Linked DNA regions of Rattus norvegicus: region 2 is linked to region 1. A link is a contact called in public Hi-C data. All regions are on one chromosome and are shown on one strand. The core of a region is the stretch at or near the end of the contact, and the rest is flanking DNA. Distances in the headings are between cores, read along the strand shown. Region 1 overlaps Spp2 (secreted phosphoprotein 2). Region 2 holds the start of Arl4c (ADP ribosylation factor like GTPase 4C).

The links. A called contact is a pair of places that touch in the nucleus more often than the background predicts.
Region 2: a Hi-C map of the A7r5 cell line shows a contact between it and region 1, with 9 times the contacts expected there. The contact joins the promoter of Arl4c here to the enhancer-like site in region 1. A contact is called at or near these places in 9 of 12 Hi-C or Micro-C datasets (the A7r5 cell line, the Rat2 cell line, frontal cortex and 5 more) and 1 of 1 datasets of contacts at active chromatin or transcription factors (oligodendrocytes).

The regions. Positions count from the first base shown.
Region 1 is chr9:96,470,519-96,476,042 of GRCr8, reverse strand. It overlaps Spp2 (secreted phosphoprotein 2), which reads right to left. Exons shown (of 8, transcript NM_053577.1): 8 at 1,590-1,696. Among named protein-coding and RNA genes, the nearest start is that of Spp2, 18 kb to the right of the region's middle. Within about 2 kb of position 2,937, at least 3 of the 93 cell types and tissues checked have an H3K27ac peak or open chromatin away from gene starts, as enhancers often do. A contact at or near this core is called in the A7r5 cell line and liver, where this site is marked.
Region 2 is chr9:96,747,649-96,753,155 of GRCr8, reverse strand. Arl4c (ADP ribosylation factor like GTPase 4C) reads left to right here and starts at 1,646. Exons shown (of 1, transcript NM_001306054.2): 1 at 1,646-5,081. The coding sequence starts at 1,646. The coding sequence ends at 2,224.

The sequences.
Region 1 (5,524 bases), core at 1,688-4,187:
AGGGGGTGAGAATTCTCTTTCCAGAAGGGAATTCTTTTTGGTTGGTCCCAGGCTTCAGCCTTTTCTCTTCCTCAGTGTGGGAATCCTGGGAGAAACTCCAGTTCCTTAAAGGGCCCCCATTCCAGTTTGTTAGCCAAAGGTTGAGACGCACGTGTATCACTAGATTAGCTTCATCGCTTCCAGACCAGCGCCATTCCCAACACCTTGTCTTAATCCTTCCGTCTTTAGTACAGTGCGTCTGTGTCTGGAACAAATACCGCGACAGAATACAGATTGGGGCCAAGTCCAAAGCACATTTCGTCTGTGCCAGGTACCTGCACATAAGAACCACTTCTTCAGAACACCTTGACTTTTAACTCTTTTAACTGTTTTCAGATGGCTGGCACAAGCAACTCCATCTTTGAGACTAGGTCTCACCACAAAGCCAAGCTGGTCTCAAACTTTTAATTCTCCTGTTTCAGCTTCTTAAGGGTCACCCAAGCACTGCTGTGCCAATATGCTAAACTCTTAGAACGAATGCCATTTCATGGTTTTACACACACACACACACACAAACACACACACACACACACACACAAACTCATGCCTGTGTGCACACACTGCACACACACAGACACAAATGACTCACAAATGGTGTCCTCCACAAAACAGGTGGATTTGGGGATGAGCCCTATTCGCTTGCGGGGTGGGGGGGTGTTTTTGACAATGCCTACTTTGAAGGATATTTCATTCTGTAGCTGATTTATTAGACCAAGTAATCCAAAGGAAAGCAGTAGTGTGGGGTACTCCTCTAGGGACAGTGGTTGATTGCAATGTATCTTTCTCTTTAGCCACTGGACCAATATTTTTATTAGTAAAAACCATGTGTATGCAGAAGGCAGAGGAAGACATCAACTGTCCGGTTTCCTCACTCCCTGCTTTATTTCCTTGAGGCAGCGTCTCTCACTGAACCGGAAGCTTTACAGGCATGTGTGGCCGTGGTTTTTCTTTAGTAGATGGGATCTAGAGATTCAAACTCAGGTTCCCATGGGCATTGATCAATCTTACCCACTGAGCCATCTCCCCAGTCCACTGAACTTTATTCCTAGGGTGGTTCTATGTGTACAGAAACACAGAACACAAAGTACAAAGTAACCTGTTCTCCCACCAAAGGTCTTTCTCTGTTGTTAGCAGCTTGCACTATTATGTCAGCTTTTGCTCCACTTGATGACCCAGGGCTGCTGTGTGGTCAGTTACATCCCACTGCATGGGTGTGTGTGGTCTCATCCATTCTCTACAGTTTAAGGAACAAATGGTGTTATGTATCACCTTGTCTCTATCATATGGGATAGTGTTCCTGCCCTAAAAGGTACCATGATGACTTAAAAAGAAAGATAACAGGCTGCTTGAGCCTGCTTGCTTTTAACAGGACATTAATATCTGTTGTACATTAGCTGAAAACACTTGAAACATAGTTATTCTGTGAGCCTCCATCCCATCCTCCTCCTCATGACATCAGTTTCTCATCTGAAACTGGATACTTAGTGATGCTCTAATCTGAAATTGGATACTTAGTGATGCTGTATTCCAAACCAGACAATACGAGAGCGTACAGGAAGGGGAAGATCTTTATTGCAAAGTGGAGCTTATCAAAGGAAAAAGACACAATTCTCCATGTCCTTCATTTCAGCTTCTGCTTCTCTTTCTTTCATGGAATCTATTCAAGAGAGAAGGAGGGGCAGGTTAGATCACCATGGTATGCGTCAGCACCCTGGGAAGGACAGTCAGGTTAGATTACCACAGTGTGCACTAGCATCCCAGTGTTGGATGGGATCCCAGCTCAGCCTGGGATTCCAATGAACTGCTCAGAAAGTGATCTAAATCCTACAGGAGATTTGAACAGCTACACATAGCAGTCTGCTTTGGACCAAAGACAGGATGAGAGACACCACAGGAAGATGAGGTAGCCTGGTCAGGGGACAGAGACACAGCCTCAGAAAGGGATCTCATGTCTCATAACAGGAAAGACCAGAGAAACCCCTTGCAGAGGCTGTGGCCAGGCATCAGTCTGTGAATGAGAGACAGAGGGGCCAGTCAAAGCTGTGGCTGGCCAGGGGCTGTGACAATCTGAGGAGATAGGGCTAGAGAGCAAATTTTCACAAAACTATCTATTCATCCATCCATCAGTTAATCTGTGCAGCAAGCAAGACTATGCGTGGAACCTTTACTGAGGGCTGTAGAGATGAAAAAGACACAATATTGACGTCCCCCAATATTTAAAGTCATGAACCAGAGGAGAAGATGGATGTCACCATAGTACAGCACTGTAAACGAGCTTCCAGATGGCTGACTCCAGAGACATGAGGAAATCAGCTTCTGAAGAGGGCAATGAGTGGGGTACACTGAGGTGAGCTAGGCAGGACCTTTGGATGAAGGTGAGACCCAGGGTCTAGTGAGGATTACGCACCGTGTGAGACACTGATGTGAGGCAGGAGGCAGAGGAAAACAGGATGTCGATAAAGTGGTGCAGACAGGGACCACACTAGTTGTGGCACTGCCCAGCCATAGCCCTATGGAGCTCAGACTGCATCCTTGAACTTAGCAGGGCTCTCAGGAATTTTTGTTAAGGGGAAGCCATGACTGAGCCTTCAAGGGCAACAAGAAAAACTGTCAGAAAGATTTGGGACACACTTGGCTAGAAAGGAAGAGGAGTCGAGAACATGGAGAGGGGCAGGACTGCAGAGTACTGCAGAGGAAGAGCTGCTTCACTCACCACACTTTGCATGAGGAAGGGAGGAGGCCTGAACTGATGTTTATGGCATGATAGTCACAGCCACGAGGGAGACACTGGGTCTCTAAGGAAGGACTTCGGTTTAAGCCTGGAGTGGAATAGTCAGTGGATGTGGGTGGCAAGCTGTTGTTTACTAAGCTGAGAGTTCAACCTGGAGGGATGGATCGGGTCAACCCCAGGCAAGCACATCAAAGCAGAGTCACTGTTGCAAGTCACTGTACCTGCTAGAGCAATTGGTAAGAGGTGCAGAGCAGCAGGAATGAGAGCCAAGGGAATGGGGAGTGGAGAGTGGTCAGGTTCTAGCTCTGGGGCCCCAGTGGGGTTTCCCCCCTCTCTTTTTGTGGAATCTGGCTCCTTCTGTGGGTGAGCAGGTTCTGGAGATCATAATAAGAAATTCTCACTAGCGAGTCTGAAACCTGAACAATGAAATCACTCCCCAGAGGCCAAGGTGCCTCAGGTGTTAGGGAACAGTGCCCCCACCTGGTTGGTGGTGGAAAGCGCGTAGCTCACACTTGCAGATTGGCAGCTACTTGGCAAGAACACATACAGTGCCACTCAGAACAGGACAAATGTATCTCAAACACTGAAGTTTCATGGAGAGATGTATTACAAGAAGAAAACATAGGTATAGGAAGCAGACATGAGAAATAAACCTCAATCCCAACACCACCTCTATGAGTAGGGTCTCTCTGAGCTCCTTGCCTCCTTCTCTAAGAAACAGATGATATGGCATGATATATGACATGATATGGTATGATATGATAAAGTATGGTATGATATGATATGGTATGATATGGTATGATAAGGTATAATATGATATGGTATGATAAGGTATAATATGATATGACATGGTATGGTATGATATGATAAGATAGGATATGATATGGTATGATATGGTAGATATGATATGGTAGGGTATGATATTGTATGGTATGATATGATATGGTATGATAAGGTATGATATGATATTTATGGTATGATATGGTAGGGTTGATATGATAGGGTATGATATGATATGATATGTATGGTATGGTATGATGTGGTATGATATGGTAGGGTATGATATGGTAGGGTTGATATGATAACGTATAGTATGATATGATATGATATGGTAATGATATGTATGGTATGATATGGTAGGGTATGTTATGGTATGATAAGGTATGATATGATATGTATGGTATGATATGGCATGGTATGATATGGTATGTTATGGTACGGTTGATATGATAAGGTATGGTATGATATTATAAGATATAATTGACATAAGGCAATAAACATACTTGGGAGTCATGGTCTCCCTGGGTGCAGAGAGGACATTTGATCAACAATGACTGAAGGATTATGTGGAAAAATCATGGCACTGATGTTTTTGTCATTGGCTTATGGACCAAACCCACCATCAGACCTGCCTCTGACACTGCTAACAATCCCAACACCAGTCACGGGGCTTCATAAAGGAAAATGCCCCACCTCAGATCGTTCCGGCCACTCCACAGCTGCCAAGACGAACTGCCCTAGCTACAAAGATTAAGAAAGTGAAGGATCTCGAGAAAACTCTTTCTAACATGGGAATCGGGCCCTGGTTTCCCAAACTATGTATTTTAGAGTCCCACTAACAACACCATGGTGCTTTTACTGAGTACCACATTTTACTCTCTCCTCTAGTATTGAAGCATTTCTGGCTTAGAGAAGACTAGAACAGTATTTATTAGATTATAGACACACTCGCTCAGTTTCTAGTTTAATCCAGGGACTCATGATAAAATGGAGAAAATATGATTTACATTTTTAAAATGTCAATATCACTAACAGTCAACCGGCCACTCATCCTATCCTGATTATTTAATGAAACTAGTGGGGATATTTTATAAGTAATTTTATATAGACATTCGGGGTATTTTTACTAGTCATGGAACTAAAACAATAAGGATAGCCAGGTAAGACATCTGCCAAGAGTCTGTGTTCCAAAGGGAAGAAAAAAAAACAAATAAAAAACAAAACAAACAAACAAACAAATCCCTTGCGGGTCTGAGCCCTCCTCTCAGGGCTGGATGCCTGTCAGAGGCAGTGGTACAGGTGTAGAAGGAGAGCAGCTGAGCCGAGAGCACACTGGAGCTGCCTCCTCAGTGGAACCACAGTGTGGCCATTACTAGCTTCGTTTTTATGACTCCAGGCAGTGTGGTGGGCTGTTTCAAAACCTGCCCTGCTAAAGGTCACGTGAGGCCAGAGATGCCACTGGGACACCAGCAACAATGGATGAGCAGACCGAGGCCGCTAGCTTGGCCTCCGGGCTGTGCTACTTCTAAAGACATTCGTTTTGCGTGGCCCATTTCTCTGCAGATGTTAGATGATGCCACTCTATTGCGACACACACAGGCCCGCACACTCGATGGAGCCACATCATTAACAGGCAAAGCACGCTCATCTACCAAAAATTCCGTTCTCACGCCCCTCCCCTCTCCAGATGCTCTCCAGGGCAAAGGGCAAGTTTTTTTGTGTGTGTGTGTAAAGAATACATCAAGTTTCTTTCTTCAAAATGCCGAGTTTCTTGATCTCAGCAAGAAGTCGGCTTTTATTTTTAGATAAAGACGATCTGCCACCTGCTTCTCTCACTCACAGTGGATGTTGCTCTCCATTTTGGTAGACTGTCAGTTGACTTCTTTCAAATTGCAAGTTGTTAAAATTAATTATGCCGTGCTTAGCTGCCTTTCAGGGAAACGTCTCTCAAACACCCAAAGTGAATGATCCCAG
Region 2 (5,507 bases), core at 397-2,896, 280 kb before region 1:
TTAGCATTGGAAAGGAAGGCTTGTGTGTGTGTGTGTGTGTGTGTGTGTGTGTGTGTGTGTGATTTTTAAATTAGCAAATTTTATTTTCTTTCCCTGGATTGTATCGGCAACCTTTTCTGACCCAGAAGCCTGACCTACACAAATGTAACCACTTGTGCTGCGGCTGGCCATCTCCAGTTCCCAGCATCATCAAATCTATGTCGCTCATAATCGCCCCTCCCACTTCCCACTACAGGCAGAGATAATGTGCATTTGCTATGCTTTAAAAGGCAGAAGAAAACCACTGAATGGAGTCACGAAATAGAGCCCAGAAAATATGTATTTGTGATTCATCACACCACCAGCTCCGAACTAGAGACAGAAGGTTCACAGTCAAGGGTGGTCTAGAGGCCCAGCTTTCCTGGAGCCTGGTCAGGTGATCTGGACCTCCCCCATCCCCTACCTCCACCCCATCGCTCCACGGTGGTCTTCTGGTAGACAGTTCTCAAGGTGGAATGACAAAGGGTGCCTTAAGACTAACCTCATCTGGGAGGTCAGCAGAGTTGGGGCGGGGCATAAAACAAGGCTCCAAAATGGGTGTCTGAGAAACAATTGTCTGGAGTTATCTAGGCAGGTGCTGGTAGGTACTCTCAGCTGAGCCTCCTGGGCACACCCTAGAGTTAGGGCAGGAAGGGAGCATACGCATCAAGGAGGACTAGGGACCAGGACACTAGGGCACCAAGGAGCGTGAGACCACGCGGTGGAAATGGATTGGGAGGAGTGGGCGGCAGGCTGCAGGCTGCAGGAGGTCAGCTCCTCTCCGCCGCCCTCCTGCCTGGGTGCCGCAGTCTCACCGCCCTATCCCTCTGCAGACGCTGCCCTTGCCGGGCCAGCTGCGGGCTAGGCCCCGGGCGGAGGTTCCGGAGCCCGGAGCTATTTTTAAAAGACGCGTCACCGGATTGGGGAGGAAGAGTCCCGGTCCAGGCCCACAGTCTGCGCACGGCCGGCGGGAAGGGTCGTAAGGGCGAGTTTCGAACGACAGGAGCGCGCGAAAAGACGCAACCGACCGAGAAGACCCCGCCTGACCCCGGGAGACCGCGGGGCGTGCCAGGCAAGGGGCGTGGCTGGTGGGCGGGACTAGAGGGGCGGGGCCGGCGCTCTCGGGCCGCAGCAAGCTGGTGGCGGTGGCGGTAGCAGCAGCGCGAGTACTGCAGGGACAGCAAAGGCAGCTACGCTAACCGGTACGCCGGGGAAGCCCGCGCCCCGCCTGCTCCTCCACGGCGCTCCCGGGTAGCCGCAGCTAGAGCAGCTCCGAGGTGCGCGGAGACCAGAGGTTGCTGCAGAGCCGCGGCGCGGGAGAGCCGCAGATCGAGCGGGGCTAGAGCGCAGGGCGCAGACATCCTACACCGCGGCGTCTGTCCGTGGCGGCTGCGCGGGAGACAAAGCCTCCGGAGAAAGATGCCCGTGGAGCACGCACCAGGCGGGCCAGGGAGCGGGCCCCTCCGAGTCTAAGCGCGCCTAGCCGAGCGCCCAGGGAACGCCGAGGCCCCACCGGGTCCAGCAACGGGCGGGGCCCAGGTGCGCCGGGCCGCAGCGGGCCTGTGACTGCTCGGGGGGCGGCGCCCTCCCGCCGCAGCCGCAGTGGCCGGCGCCGCAGCCAGAAGCCATGGGCAACATCTCCTCCAACATCTCGGCCTTCCAGTCTCTGCACATCGTTATGCTGGGCTTGGACTCGGCCGGCAAGACCACGGTGCTCTACCGGCTCAAGTTCAACGAGTTCGTGAACACGGTGCCCACCATCGGCTTTAACACCGAGAAGATCAAACTGAGCAACGGCACTGCCAAGGGCATCAGCTGCCACTTCTGGGACGTGGGCGGCCAGGAGAAGCTACGGCCGTTGTGGAAGTCCTACAGCCGCTGCACGGACGGCATCATCTACGTGGTGGATTCGGTGGACGTGGATCGGCTGGAGGAGGCCAAAACGGAGCTGCACAAGGTGACCAAGTTTGCCGAGAACCAGGGCACACCGCTGCTGGTCATCGCCAACAAGCAGGACCTGCCCAAGTCTCTGCCGGTGGCCGAGATTGAGAAGCAACTGGCGCTACACGAGCTCATCCCGGCCACCACCTACCATGTCCAGCCGGCGTGCGCCATCATCGGCGAGGGCCTCACCGAGGGTATGGACAAGCTCTATGAGATGATCCTGAAACGCAGGAAGTCTCTCAAGCAGAAGAAGAAACGGTAATGCTCTCAAGCAGCGATCTGGAGCGAGGCTGAGCGAGCGAGCCAGTGAGTGAATGAATGGACGTCTGGGTTGAGCGAGAACCCGCGAACAAAGACAACGAACCAAAGCGATGATTCGAATTTTTAAAACACGATCTCTGTATCCAAATACAGGACTTGGAGACTTAGCCCGGGTGTGGAGGCTGCATAACCACCCATCTCGTCACCTGCCCCACCCCCCACCCCAGCTCAGAGGACCTTTTGTCTAAATGCTTGAGCTACGGGTGGGGTGGGTAGGGGGACTGGTGGGGAGTGGACGCGAGGGTCCCGTGGTGTGCCCTCTGGCCCCAGGTGGCAAGCTTGGATGTCAGAGAGACAAAAGCGATTTCTTCTTGCTCCAGCAGGGCCAGAAGTTCAGGCTGCCCAGCCCCCACTGCGGGGGGGAATCACGTGTGAGTTACCTGAGGTATGCAGTTCACACAGAACCCTGGGGATACCCGGGAGGGAACGGATTGGCACTGGGGTGTACTGATGGGGGGTGGGGATGACCGCTCCTTTCATTCTGGAGCTGTGGGAACTGAGTAATTTTATGTCACAGGGCAGGTCCCTGTTGCAATTTCATTTGTCCTGCTCTGGGCCCAAAGGAGGTGGTGGTTTGGGGCCAGCCAGAGGACTGTCTCGGACCGTGCGGCAGCTGGAGGGCCCAGGATGCTGTGCTTCTGGACTTGGCTGGGAATGGCCTGGAAGACGCCACTTTTCAGGGGTGGGTGTGTGTGGTTTTGTTGAGAACTGCTTTTCAGCCTGGGATGAGACCTCTTCCAGATGGCCCAGTCCATGTGTAGGTCATTCTCCCATAAAGAGACCAATAAAACAAAGAACAGAAAACCATTGGAGGTGGTGGCAGTACAGGTGTTTAAAGGGTGAGGTTCTCGACATTAATGCTGTGCGTGCGTGTGCGTGTGTGTGTGTGCACTTGGTACTGTATAATCTGCATAAGAACTGGACCCTCTGGATGGAATTTCAAAATCTCTCAGCCAACTGATTGGTTTGGAGGACCACACCAGCTACAGATGTGTGCTGAATTGCAAAATGGTCTTCTTAACAAGGGGGAGGGGGAGTCTGATAATAATAACCACGTGGTGATAGGTTTCGGGCTTTTTTTTTTTTTTTTTTTTAATAAAACCACCTCCACAAATGAATTCTCTTCACCTTAGGAGAAAAAGACTCTGCCCTTTTGTGGCCCTCGACACTGCAAGTGCAGACCTGTTCAGATTTCTGAGCTGGGTCTTTGTAGCCTATCTGGTTTCAGTATTTTACTCAAAATGTGTCCTTAGAATATTTGATGTCATTCACCGGAAGAATAAAACCCCACCTTGTTAAAGCTGACCCCATTTGCATGGAATCGAAGAGAGGAAAAGTCTGAAGGATAGTCCTTTGGAAATCACCCTTGCGGGAGCGGGCCTGGCCTCAGGGCCAGCCAGCACTTTGGTTAAAGGCAAACAACAATGAGTGCTTGAGAAGGAAGCGGGCGTGTGACGTCATGGTCACTGGTACTCAGGCACTTCACAGTTTACTTGAAAGAGGCTTTGGAAAAATAGATAAAGTGAAAGATTAAATACATATTTTTAATAAGGTAATTTTAAAAAATCCTTTATAATCAGGAGTGAGTCTTGGCTTGTTAAAAGCTGTCATTTATCTTGAAACACAGTATCGAAAGAGAAATTTACGATTGACTTTGTTTCTTTTTTTCTTTGAAGCTCTCCTCTGAACCCATGTTTTAGGATAGGATTCTTTCGTTTCCCTCCATGGCAACGCAATGCTGTGTCAAGGGAGCCATGGCTGTGAGTGAGCACGGAGTTGGTCACAATATGAGCCCATCCCTATTGTCCTTGATACTCTTAGGAGTATATTTAAGAACCATAGGCAGAAATCATGGCTTCCTGCTTGAAACCTGATCCTTAGAAGATTGTTTTGAAAGCTGAAGTCTAGCGGCCCCATGCTCTTTCTTGTGTGTTTGGTAGCCCTCCAACTGACTGGTCTTTTTGTACACAGAGCTAAGCAGTGGTTAGCAGCCTGCAGGATCTGTTTACACAGCAACTGTGGATTATTGGCATCTCCGTGGGCTGGTCCCATGGGCTGAAGATTCTGTATAGAATTATTAAAAAAAAAATTCCACCTTCTTTTTATTTTCTTCATAGTTTCTTAAGCACTTTGACATTTTGGTAGTTCCACGATATGGAGAGAATAATATATTTATTTTGTGACATTGCATATGCCAAATACTGTAGCTTTCCTGTGCTCACGATACCTGCGTTCCAGGTCAGTGTTTCGATCCTGGCCTGCCGGAACAATGGCTCGGGATGGTTTTGTGATGTTTTTTCCCCCCTCAGCCACCATTATCAATATTTAAAGGTGCAGTTGACTGTTAGTAGTTGTGTGGTAAAGTCAAGCCCTGTGGTGTATCAGCAAATAGTTAAGAGTCTCAGTTGATTTCTGTAATGTTTGACCTAATAAATGCCCATTTCATCTGTGACAAGACATAGCCCAGTGAACGTCACTGTGGTGGTGCCATGGGGGAGTTCCCATCACATGCCAGCCAGACCTAGTGACACTTCTGCCCTTTGGGTTCCCATAGAGGAATTTGGCCTCCCCAAGTGAGGTTTGGAATGGTTTCTGACAGACACACGGGGAGGCCAGTGTGGATTGAGAGCTGTTCTCCTCACACATTCTGTGAAAGTGTTGGAACCCCTGGCTTCCGGTTTTGGTTTTCCTGTAATTCTGTCTTCACATCAGACACTTTTCTCTGTTTCCATTCCCTCCCCCCTTTTATAATGCATATCTGATGCTGTGAACAGAAATAAACTATTTATACAATCAAACAGCTGGAAGGCATTTTCTGTTGATTCATTTTTTTTTCTTTCAGGTTTCTTGGCTCATTTTCCAAGCCTCTGTGGAGCCAGGGAGTGGAGTGTAAGGTGGTACCTAGGTTCTGGTGGGATCCAGTAGTTCCAGAGCCTCCGCTAGTCTGGTGCGGGCTTTGCTGAAGCCTGGGTATACCCTGAATGGTGGGTGCAGAGACTCAGCCACTCATACCTGTCTATTGGGTGGTCTCCCTGCTTCCGTGCCTTGCCCCAGCCTGTCTACAGCGCTGTTGGTTATTTAAATGACCCAGCGTTGTTAAACATTTCCAAACTCTTACCCGTCCACTAACTACTGGAATGGTGCAGTAAAGGAAACTGCTTAGTATTGGGGTGTGGTTCCTGTCCCTCTTCGTCTGAACCCACTGAGGAGCTCTGAGATGTGAT